2 separate regions of the Anas platyrhynchos genome follow, and region 2 is linked to region 1. Evidence: chromatin contacts called from public Hi-C data. All regions are on one chromosome and are shown on one strand. Each heading gives the region's core, a stretch centred on a gene start, on an enhancer-like site or on the middle of the called end of the contact. The rest is flanking DNA. Distances are from core to core; before and after follow the strand shown.

Region 1 (6,233 bases), core at 1,445-3,944:
CTGCTGGAGAAGAGAACAAGTGTTATTCATATTTGTGTCCAATTCTACAGTTCACATTCTTGTACTTGCTAGAGGCATTTTTAGTTAAGTGGCTAACTAAATAGCTACTTACTCAAAGTAAATTTAAAAGTAAAAATAAAGTAAATTATTAGGCATTTACAATTAAAAATAATAAACAGTTTATTATAACAATGAAGATGAATAACAAAGTAAAAATAACTAAAATATTTAGTCAAGACATGCTATGTATCAGGGAGTGAGGGTTGTTTCTGTATCCTGTGAGATGCACAAGCAGCAGCAGGGTATCAGGTAGCAAGAAAAAAACTTGAATGCTCTGAAGTCTGTCAAGTAAGATGGTAATGGAAAAAGAAAGAAGGAAATTAAGCATCACTATATTTTCAGGCACTTAAGAGGTAACATAAATATTGCAAAATAAGACAACCAAGGTTTTTGGTACAATTCACTTCGTATGGTTCACTTGTTCTTTGTTTCTATTGTATTTGCAAATTTATCAAGAAATTTATCAAAATGTGATCTTTATACCCAGACATGATAGAAAAAACAGAAATGTGAAATGACTGATGTTTGATGACTGCTTCATCTGTGAATAAACCACACGCTTCCAATGTTTGAAAACACAAATGCCAGCATTATTCTTTAGTTGACTCATGATGATTTAATTAACATGGGCACCACAAAGTCAAAAATTGACATGATCATACGATCTGTTTTAATTCTTCTCTGATACACACATTTAGGAATTAGAATCCTATCGTCATCTTATTTTTCATAAAACTAATATCTACAGAGAGAATCAGGCAAATGATGATAATGATTACGTATTTACTCTAAAGCCTTTATCAGACTTCTGACTGTGTTTAGAGCAGACCCCTAGCAAAAGCACAAAAACTATCTATCAGTATTATACACAGGAGGCTTTTACCAAGGTAGTTGTCATCTTCTGGTTTCCCTGAGTAGCTGTGCTGCCGAATATCGATGTTTGTTGCTCCTTTGGGAATCTTTACTACAACATTGTAACCTGCAATGCAATTATTCACAAATTAATTACAGACAAAAATGCTTCAATATTAGCAGATAGGAGCATAAGTTTAACTAGTTTTATTCACAAAAACCTAGAGTGCACCAGCAACTACTGCTTCTGAATACCCTCATTTGTTTAGGAAGGAAATGTGAGTATTTTTATGCATATTAAATTTCCTTTACTTTTTTTTTTTTTTTAATCAGTTGAAATTAAACTTGTTTTCATAACTCAAGGGACAGTTAAAAATCATTCCTATGTTCAGCAAAGTGAATTCTGTTCTTTGACAATAACATGAGTTAAACCTATTCAGAAAAATCTCTTGAGAGCTAGCAGTACTCTAAAGAGCAGTCAAGTATATCACGTGGGACTCAGGAAACATGGTGTCTGCTCACAGTTTAACCACAAAATTTTCTGAATGATATCTGAATAAATCACTTAAACTCAGGTACCTCCATTCCCTGTCTGTACAATTGGGTTAGTTTTTCTCTACCTTACACAAGAGATGACAACACTCTAAGAAAGAAGTCATAAATACTCGAATACTGCAGTGCTGGAATTGATGTAGGTGTATTGGATAAACAAGCCATGCCAGATCCACGTTCTCCTACACAAATTGTTACCCTAGTGTGTGTTCTCTAAAATATAAATGCTTCACTAATGAGTGATTGTATCCTATAATGTCTCCAATGAGAATGATGGTCTTGAGGTATCAAAATAGATGCACGAAGATCTATGTTTTAGAACTGTCGATCTGTACATCCACATAAATTATAAAAAAAGAAAAAGAAAAAAAAAAAAAAGAAAAAAAGTTGTTTCTCACAGATACTGATTATAAATTCCAAAGGACCCCAATGTCTAAGAACAACTGAATATGGCAAACATAGGAAACAATAATTAACACAAAAATGTAATCTGAAGCATTAATATAATCTTTGCTAACTCTGCCACTTGTTTTGCTGTGTTTTAAAGAAAGACTTGGCTGAATTTAACTTTAGTTAGTTGACTCATATATGTGGGATGCAAATTAAATGGCAATATCCTCTTTCAATTTCAGAATTCACTAACTTCCCAGTGTTTTTAATCTAATAAAACTATGTCATGCATTTAAAAAGAACATTTAATCTAATCACAGGTCCATCACGGTTACCAGCTGGGGGCAGCACTGCAATTGCAAATTGGCATGCTGCTTGCTCTGGATAAATGGTGAATCTTCCAAAATTAATGGGAAGAAAACCAAAACATGATAAAAATCTCCTCACCACACACACTGAAAACCTTGTGGCAATAGGAAGACAGAAGACAAAATATGGGAGGAAACTATAAATAAAACTGCCTAGTATATAGGACAGGAGACCAGATCATTTACTAAGGCGGTAAGAAGGACAATTTTCCAGGAAATCATCACATACTCTAGTCTGATGCAATAACAGACAACATAACAATTATGTGCACATAATGAAATGACCATTTCCTAAACTGGGAGCTAAGCAAATTAGCGTTTCATTGTAATGAGTGTCTTATGATTGTTTCACTGCTGTTTAAACACTTAATGACAACATCACAATCATCATAACTGTATGAATACAAGCCTGTACCACTGACTGCTCTTGTCTAATTCCAAATTCTGCCTCAGTAAAATGGCTTGTGACAGTACAGAACAGGACCAGTTACAGTTAAAAGAAAAAGACCAGGTTCACAGACTGGCATTATTATCAAGTGACACCTAACTCAGGACTCTTCATCAGACAGCGATTTCAGTCATTAGCCTGGGGATGTCATAGGCCTCCCATGAACAGAGTTTTTAGTGGTCGGCTAGCTACAACCTTTTGTTTGCAGTACTGCACTCCTGCCTGAGCACAGCTGTACATAATCCTGTATGTTATAGCTTACTATCCAGTAGTATAACTCAGTATTATCTTTTATGTAACTCCAAGATAAAAAAGAATGTAAATGATAAAACTATGTATACAAACCCCACCAAAATATTAAAATAAAGTTTTCCTGATCCCCCAAAATAGAAAAGAATAATTAAACTTTTTTGATCTTTTTTTGTCCTTTTCATACTGAATTTTTTTCTGATGCCCTGTGCAAGACCAGCTAAGCCACAGAAATATCCAAATGAGTCTTTTTAGCAAAAAAAAAAAAATGCCAAGATGGTAATATTCATAAATACAGAATCTTAGAGAACAAAACACAAAGCATATTGAATTACAAGAGCCCACAATAACTGAAGGACACCCAGCAGTAGCTCCAGCCAGCAGTTGTTCAAGGAATGTATGGAAAGAACTCAGGACCCTCCATCCTTTCTATGCTAACGAACTGGGAAATTTGCTTTATCATACTCTTCACAGAGAATACAGTCATCTAGCTTCCCAACATAAGTATGAACTCCTGAGTTTTTTCCCTCAGAATACATAGTCCTACATTATATCAGTTAAAGTATATGGGAAAACAAATGAAACAGTAGTTTTCAAATCAGACTACCTTATGTCATGGACTGTAAAAAAGAAAAAAAAATATGAGCTTCCATTTTTCATAATTCACTATTTAATATAAAATGATAGTGATTTTTTTTAGATGAATCATTTTGTTAATACAGTAAATTAAAATTTTATTACTTTGTGGAATTAATTTCATTTAGAATCAAATAAATCTGAGATGACAAGAAGCTGATTAACAGAGTGATAATGTCAATTATATTTGAATGAATGGCAGTTTCACTATACTGCTTATTTGCATCAAACATATCTGTAACATAATTAATGTGATACCTGTAAATGAAAAGATCTTTCATAGTGAAAAAAAAAAACAAACACACAAACTGATAGTCCTTTACTCAGAGTTATCAAAAGTAATGCATTATTTTCCTTCAGTATTTGACCACACATTCAAAAATCCAGTCTCAATAAAAATATTTGTGTTTTATTCCAGTATCTCAGGACAGACAAGAAAAGTGACATGTATTTGTACAGGAGGGGTACTTATAGCCCACCCTTAAGCTTTTTGGTACTTTTTGCTTGGTACAAGCCCTCTGCCAGGAAAAAAAAAAAAAAAATCCACCAGGATACTGGGCATACTTTCCTCTTTGACCAGCAATTCCTTTGTCCTTTGAAGATCCTATTTGGCAGCTCTCCAGGTATCATTTTCACTTCGCCTGTGGTCTCTTTCATCCAATGAAGCCGCATGAAGAGGCCTTTTGGAATACAATATTAATCCAGAGACTTCTGTCCTTATGTTCTACGCTCTAACTGTTGACCTGCACTGCTACATACATATGACAGTCTCTCCATACTTCCCAGAATGGACTACGTGTATGAGAACTATTGGTAGCTCTATTAGAGAAATTAAATCAAAGAAATATAAAGTACCAGAGTTTTCCAGAAGACTTTCTCATTCCTTACATGCCAATGAAGAGAAAAGAACATAAATGTTGCTGCCCATATTCTCTAGAAAGAAAAGGGTCACATTTCACAGGCTTTCACTATAGGGAAAAAGAAATCTCACCAGCTGCTCACGCCACAGCCCTCTTGATATCTCCTTACACAACCAAAAGGAGATACTTCCAGATAACAGAGATCACGATGTGCACAGCAGGAAGCATTCTTCCTTTTAAAGTACTTCTGCCCTCATCATATCTTCTTTAATGGCTTTTATTTTGACCTTAAAGCAGATTAGTTTGTGCCACTTGAATGGGTCAGTGTGTCACAGCGCTTGCCTGTGCATCCTTGAGAGGGCATGTGTGACTGACAATCAGAGATATTATTTGTTGACAGAGGCCCTAAAGAACATACACTGAAATTCCACTTCCTCAACCAAATAATACAATCGCTAAGCCACACTAAAATGTACATTAAGATTAAAAAAAAAGCAAAACATACCATAACGAGCACTGTTGAAAGTACCTGCAAGAGTCTTACACGAAGAATTGTCACCACCACAGATTCCACATTTGTCTCTCCTTGCCTTGGAATTCAAAACATGATCACAGCCTGCTTGCTACAAAAAAATACAATCCCGTGTCATTCAGCCCAATGTAAAACAATGAAAACATACAATGTAAACTTCCCACTCCCAAAAAACATTTTTATTCATTGTATATATCTAGTCTTGGCAATTCATGAAAAACCTTTTATGTTTTTGGGTGCTGTAATGTACAGGCAAAACACAGTAGTTGTGTTGTACAAAGAATGTATAATCCATATACACTTACTATGCCAAGAACTGTACAAGAATACGTAACAGCATGCAAAGACTTTGTATAAAAATATCAACACAGTGTATAAACTTTAAGGTATATTTGCATTAAAAAAGTCTTTGAATCCTAAAATCAGTATGTATTTGTATACAGACATCAGTTCTGTTAAAGTCTGTCATTACTACAAAACAAGAAAAGGAAAATAAGTAGACTAGCATAGGATCACTTCCTTTATGTATCTTTACTTAATCTTCTGTTTTTTACATGATCATAAACAGGACTTCCTCTTTCCTCTTGATATATACTCTGAAAAAGGTTACATTTTCTCCTCATCCTGAATTTAGCCAGTTTTACTGCAATCAGCAAAACTACCGTCCCTGGGGGTGTTCAAGGAAAGGTTGGACCTGCTGCTTAAGGACATGGTTTAGTGGGTGACACTGCTAATTGGACCAGATGACCTTGAAGGTCTTTTCCAACCTTAATGATTCTATGATTCTACCTGGGATGGACAAAAAATGTCTTGATTTTTTATAATATGCATGTTCTAGCAAAGTCTTGTGGTACTTCTATTAACTGCTATTAAGCAAACGATGATGAACTGATCCTTTTCAGGGGTCCATTCCACCTGATTTTGCAATGAAACCATAAATGTGTGATCTATCTACACTCAGATTTTTCAGTTTTTCACTTTGCTAGCAGAAATATGATGGCAATAATCAGACAGCATGCTTCTTTACTCCCCTTAATGCCAATTTTGGACCAGCTTCTCTCAGTTCATGTGGACAATATTAACCCTCTCACACATTAGGCTTAATGAGGAAAGACTATGGGTGTTCAGATTCAACTCTATGTTCTTCACTTAATTGCCTCCATTTCCAGATCTTAATCTGGTAGGGATTAAAATCAACTGAAGTAAATTCAAAACATCTTGCTTTACATACTTTCAGTAATGGTTATTTGGATGTATATTTATTTAGTAACTATTTAACCATCTGT
Region 2 (6,233 bases), core at 952-3,451, 100 kb after region 1:
TTGCAGCTCACAGCTTAAGATCTGTTAAACCTGTCTGACATGACACACAGCTTTGCATTGTTTATTCCAGTGCATAGAAGGATTTGCATGTTTTTGGAACCAGGATTTTGGAGTTGTTTTTTCCCCATTCAGCATGAATCTCAATCTATTAATTTTTCATGTTTCTGGCTTGAAAGTGGGATTCTCCCTCACTTTCTTGGCATTATACATAAAATATCTCCATTGCTATAATATTCCTGCCATCTTTCATTAATTGGTATCTTAAAAGTCACATTTCATTATTTCTCTTAGACAGACTGTTGCGTAACACGAAGGATCAAGGTCAAACGATACATGAAGAGATAGTTTTGACTCATTCAGATGGTTGTCTTCATTTTTGATTCCTTCTTCACTGCCTTCTATAAAATATGACAGATTCTGAACATTTTTCAAAATGTGTCTGTAACATCCAGGTATATTCAGTTGTAGCGGAGGCACTCTGAATTTGCACATCTGCAGTCCATCCTTGGAAAGTCTTTCATGGTACCATTGCCCAACTTTATTACTGGGATACTTGATACTATGTCCCACCATTGGAAGAACAACCTTCAAGGAAAAAATAAGAACAAATTTAAAAAAATTAAAAAAAAAAATCACCAATTTCCCTTTAAGGAAATGTGATTACAATCATAAATGTGTTTAAACCTTCTATTCTGGATCCTGAAATAGCAAAACAGCTCCTTCTTTTGCTAAATACAGACGTGAAATTACTTGAACACAATTTAAATGAAAAGTAGCAAAAATAATAAATATATAATGATTTCTAAAACAAATTAGAAATACACTAACATAAATTTCCTTACTTGTTGGGAAAGATACAGAAATAAAGATATTAAGTTACATATGTAAGACTTCACAGGACTCTGAGCCTTCAACAATTACATGAACCATTCAAGTGTTTTTCCCAGACATAGATTGAATAAATTTTCAAAGCATTTATATCCAACTTCAAAAAAATATTACCATACTGCAAATGACACTGTACTAATTTCCATTACAAAGTAAGTATTTTTTCTTTCCGTTTGTTAAGAGGGTGGAGATTAGTTCACATGTGTTTTCTTTAATGTGCATTCTGGCAAGAAATAAGACTGCACCAGTTAATATATTCCTACTATCTTTAAAACAAAACATTTTAATCATATAAAGAGATCATCAGCTCAGAATGTTTCAGACAGACTTACTTGATGTATAGAATATTTGTTAGCTGACTCTTCTGGAGCGGTGACAACATGAACCTGGCAAGACAGATAAAATGTTAAGAAAAATAAAACTACTTTTTAAAGTAAAGTTATTTTAAACTTAAAAAAAATAAATTAAGCTTTAAAAGTTTAAAAACTCTGCATTCTAGGATTATTTGACTACTACAAGGCAAAATAATCTATTCCAGCTGCGAAAAATATTAGAGATGTTTACTATAATCTACAATTTTGTGTTACATTGCCAAAAGCAAAAATACTAATTAAAATGTGTTCCATTGAATAGGAATATAGGAATATATGGTAAACTCAGTAACTTATTACTAAATTTGGTGGATCTGCTCTTCATTTGATTTCATCTACTCTTTTTATTAACCTTCACTTTCAAAAACAAAGATCACAATGGAAACAGAAGCTACTCTTTACAGGGACTAGAAATTACTCACTAACCTTTCAAGTACTTTTGCTTTCAAATTTATAAGAATTTCCACCCAAGAAGTGAGATACATTCTGCCCATGCACCCCCCTGTTTATTTTCCATTAAAACATTGCAACATTCTATGCTCTGTCTGATGATCGGAAGAAGGATACCTGCCTCCTTATCCAGTTAAGAAAAAGGTATGTTAACCCTGAAAGAAGAGATTGGTTGTTTCAGAAATGGACTTCAGCATGCCCAAGCCTGTGGCCAGCATATGCTTCAGTGCTGGCTTTAACATATTTGCTCACCTGTGGCTCCATGCAGAGCACCAAGGCTGTGCTATGGGCAACCAGAAACACTCCCTTGCCCTTTACTATTTTCCCAAGAAGAGAAGTGCATTTTTGAACAGCTGCCAACAGTTTAGACTCATCATCAATTTGTTTTAATTGCCTGAGTAAGAGAAATTTTGCTAAACATGCTTTGACTGTGTAGCTACAGCATGATTAGCAGTTCAGTCTGAGGCCAACTTGAACCGTGGCCTTACATTCAATAACGTATGTAATGGCAAAATCTGACCTTGAAAGCAAGACTCAGATCTACACTGACTGATAATATCAGTCCACCCAAAGCCTAATCTGAAGGTTTTCCCCAGCCAGATTCTAAGAAGAGCATCAGATGCCACACAGAATAATTTCTTATATACATCAATTCTGCCATTCTGTCCCTTCTCATCCCTTCACTAAAATGAATAGCCAAAACAGATAAAAACTGTTAAAACACATCTAGCATATATGCTTCTTCGTGATAAAGGGGAAAGAAGTGATGCATCTCTTTTTGATTTACCACAAACAGTAACTAATTTAATAAACATACCAAAATAAAAGCATAGGATTATTGTCTGACATATGAATGTACTCAAGTGCATTAAGGTTATTTTTCACCAGAACTATTTTGTAAAAACTCACCTTGTCATTCAGGGAAAGGCTTTCATCATTTTCCTCAGTGAAGACTAGATCACCTTCAACAACTTTTGAACCATAAATCTCCAGCCTATACGATGCTGCCTCATTCCATATTTTACTGCAATAAGCATGGACATAGAATATACGCATGGAGTGAGGAATGCTGAGCCATCCTCTGGTACAGCCTTCGTGATGTACACCATAGCGATTTAAAGCACGTAACAACATCTTCTCTCTCACTTTACATTCCGGCAGCATCGTGAGTGTGCCCTTTGCATCCTCTGATATAAACAAAAATAACCATATAAGCAATCACCGATTTTCCAAATACTACGTACAGGAAAAAACACACTTAAAAGGATGAAATAATCGGGTATGAATAAATAGTGTCAGTCTAACCCCTTTATGCTGACTTTTAAGTTATTATTTGCTTTCTTTCAATGTGTCATGTCAGACAAATTCCATCTTATACGCCTATCAACACAGTCCCATGAACTCTGTTCTCTGTATTTCACACGGGATAAAATCAACTAGCTGTCATTCGGTTATTCAATCCAGTTGCAGTTTCTTAGAAATGTATTTCATCGCTCCAAAGTTTTTTTTAGATCAGGTAACTGAAAGTAGAAAACAACCTAGGGAAGATCATTAAATTTTGATTTTAAGTCATTTGAAAATGTATTTCATAGGGGGTAAAAAAATGTGTCTTTATTTTTAAATTTAAAAATCACAAGGGCCACTAGGAAGCTTAGGCCTCACCCAAGATGAAATTATATTTAATCAGATTTGTACTACATTATATAAATGTTTTATATTTAAAATCTTACGTTTTACATATTTTTCCTTCCCAATTTTTCTTATGAAGATCAATTATCTGAAGGAGCCACTGCATGGCCTTTTCTTTTAGGAAAAGGCAAGCAGCTGTTACAGAATCCACATCAATGTCTTTCCATGCATCACACAGCAATGTATAACACAGAATGATTCATCTTATCTCATCTGTGAAATGAAAAGTCTCTGTGTCCCTTGAAGCCACATATTGTAGCTGTCGTGTCAACGTACAGTGATAAGCAGGCTAACAGATGTGGAAGATTTGAAGAGATCAAACATTTGCGGTCAAGAGCAACTTAAAATTTTTCATTTTGGAGGGAAAGTTGGCTGGCTGAATGACAGCAATAAACATGACACACAGAGCATTTTACTCAGCACGCTGTTTCTGGCATATTTTGTTGAACAGTTCAAGGAAGAAAGACGGCAGATTAGAGGAATGTGTGGAGGAAGATACATAATTAAAAAGACATAAAACCAGAGCCCAAAGGTGCAAGAACCCAGGAAGTAAGATTATTATAGAAATTTCATAAAATTAGATGCCCAAACGTGGTAAATGCTGAGTGTCAGTTGGGTGCCTCATTCTGCATTCTTCCTTCTAAATTAGAGAGGAAAAAGCTGCATTCCAAAAGCTAACAGACTGAAGGAGGCCAAAACTGCTTTGAGAATAATACTGCAGTCTTTCGAGCATTATGCTAAATGCCATTTATTTCTGCACTGCCTTGCACCTGAAATACATTAGTTTTCCACTATTTTGCACATTTAGGGCCTGATCTTCATCTCATTATTAAAAGCAATACGTGCAGTTCCAGGAGTTCTATGGAATATGCCATAAGTGACATAAAGCAACAGCAAAATAAACAGTCTCTCTCTGTGCAGCAACACTTTATTCCCTCCCAATACCTATGCTGAACTGATGAACAGACAATTTAACTGGACTTACCAGTCTGAAGAAAGTGCCTTTTTGCCTTGTTTACAGGGTCATCGGTATCTTCAGGCGTGAAGAATAATTTCACAGCTTCCACCTTTAAAAAACAATATTAATAATTTATATTTTCTGCACGTAAAAATAATTATTTGTCAACTAAACAGACAATCATGCATCCAAATCTCTGCTGACAGATTTGCAACCTCTCAAAATCATTTCAGTTCTTTAAGGTCTACATGAAAGACACAGAAGACATCACGAACAGCATAGCCACCAGTGTGGCTATGTTACTCTCAGATTAAGGAAAGGTTCTGGTCACAAAGAAGGCACGAGATTGCTTTCAAAGCTCTATGAGAAATGTCTTCTTGAACATCCAGTTAGGACTCCTCTGCATTGCAACACCATCATTCTATCCTGAGCAGGAAAGTTCCTTCCTCTTGTTTCCCTGCAGCATGTTTCACGTAACACTTAAGCTTAGCGCTTTCCTTAGACTCACACAGAGGGGCAACAATCCTTTCTTTTAATACTGAACTGATGCTGTGCCAGGGAAAACACTACTTGTAACACTGGTGGAGCCACACAGTTCGCTACCCCCTACATCAGCCTGTGACTCTCCCTGTTCATCTTTTTTATTAACATTGTTGTCTTCCTCTGTATTGGGACTGTGTAAACATATACTGTCACATTTTTGACACAAATGCATGTTTCAAATTAAAAAGTAACTGAGTTAAGACTAGAGATTTGTATCATTACTCTGCAGGGACTGACACATTGTGTCAACTGTTAACATATCAGAATTCAAAACGTCAGATACATCAACAGCTACTTTTATGGTCTGCCCTCAAATTCTCTTGGAATCAAAACAGTATTGGAGGAAAAGGATACTCAAGTATTCATTTGACTTTGTAGAGCTTGATTCTGTCTTAAGCCTGTGCCAAATACTACGCTAGATACACTGAAAAGTATATGACTCTTATCTTAAGGGTTATTACTTAAGAAATAAGTTCTCCTTAGCTTACACAGGAACATTTGCTCAGAACTAAGATTTGGGCAAGTAGCCAAGGAATAATGGAAAGCAGCACTCTCTTCTATACAGCAGACAAATTACTGTGGCATTGAAAAAGCAAATCCTTTTGTACGATCCTATGTAGTATCTTGTGACATCTGCAAAAGGAATATAGACCCCCAGGAGGATAAAGAGGCTACAGGTTAGGCATTGTATAAAGATTGCTTCATTTTAGAGTTCAAATGTTGTACGGAATGCAGCCACCTCCCCGAGAAGTGGCATGATGATGATCACATTCCCATCACAGACAGGAGAATCACTTCCTCAGCTACACGCAGCTGCACCTACTGCTTACAGATTTTCTTGATTCAGCATGAAAATCTTCATGCTTGTGTTGTTGTCAGAACTAATCTGGCAATTACTTCCAGCACACAGAGGGGTTTATCTCAGAAATGAAATTGCTCCCTGGGAAGGTCAGCCCCAGCACCAGACATTGCAACAGTAATGTAAAATGAACTTGACAGTAACTACTTATATTACAAAATGAAAATACCATTTTTCCATTCAGTAGAGCCAATCCTATTTGATCTGTCCGAACATTTTGTCCCTGGCCAAATCGCTGTGGTCCGTAGTAATTTACAAAACCTTTTGTCTAGAATTAGAAAGAATAAATATGTTAAGAACATCAAAACAGTGAGACTAAGCATACAACACATATCTGTACTTATCCAAAATACACACACTTTTTTAATCCTGAAATAACATAAAACAAAAATATGACTCATTACATTGATTTAGCAACTGATTTAGAAAGGTCTAAAAAGACAATCAAGTTCTATTCTCTTCATTAAAAAAAAAC

What was found. A called contact is a pair of places that touch in the nucleus more often than the background predicts.
Region 2: a contact with region 1 is called in a Hi-C map of F1 follicle, with 1.9 times the contacts expected there. The contact joins two enhancer-like sites. A contact is called at or near these places in 2 of 8 Hi-C or Micro-C datasets (F1 follicle and subcutaneous adipose tissue).

What each region holds. Positions count from the first base shown.
Region 1 is chr1:31,727,302-31,733,534 of IASCAAS_PekinDuck_T2T, forward strand. It overlaps ADAMTS20 (ADAM metallopeptidase with thrombospondin type 1 motif 20), which reads right to left. Exons shown (of 39, transcript XR_003497138.3): 15 at 4,921-5,038; 16 at 944-1,039. Among named protein-coding and RNA genes, the nearest start is that of ADAMTS20, 47 kb to the right of the region's middle. Within about 2 kb of position 2,695, at least 1 of the 8 cell types and tissues checked has an H3K27ac peak or open chromatin away from gene starts, as enhancers often do. A contact at or near this core is called in F1 follicle, where this site is marked.
Region 2 is chr1:31,831,655-31,837,887 of IASCAAS_PekinDuck_T2T, forward strand. It overlaps PUS7L (pseudouridine synthase 7 like), which reads right to left. Exons shown (of 8, transcript XM_005009957.6): 4 at 5,928-6,026; 5 at 4,384-4,465; 6 at 2,619-2,896; 7 at 1,221-1,274; 8 at 1-585. The coding sequence ends at 262. Among named protein-coding and RNA genes, the nearest start is that of IRAK4, 7.8 kb to the right of the region's middle. Within about 2 kb of position 2,202, at least 1 of the 8 cell types and tissues checked has an H3K27ac peak or open chromatin away from gene starts, as enhancers often do. A contact at or near this core is called in F1 follicle, where this site is marked.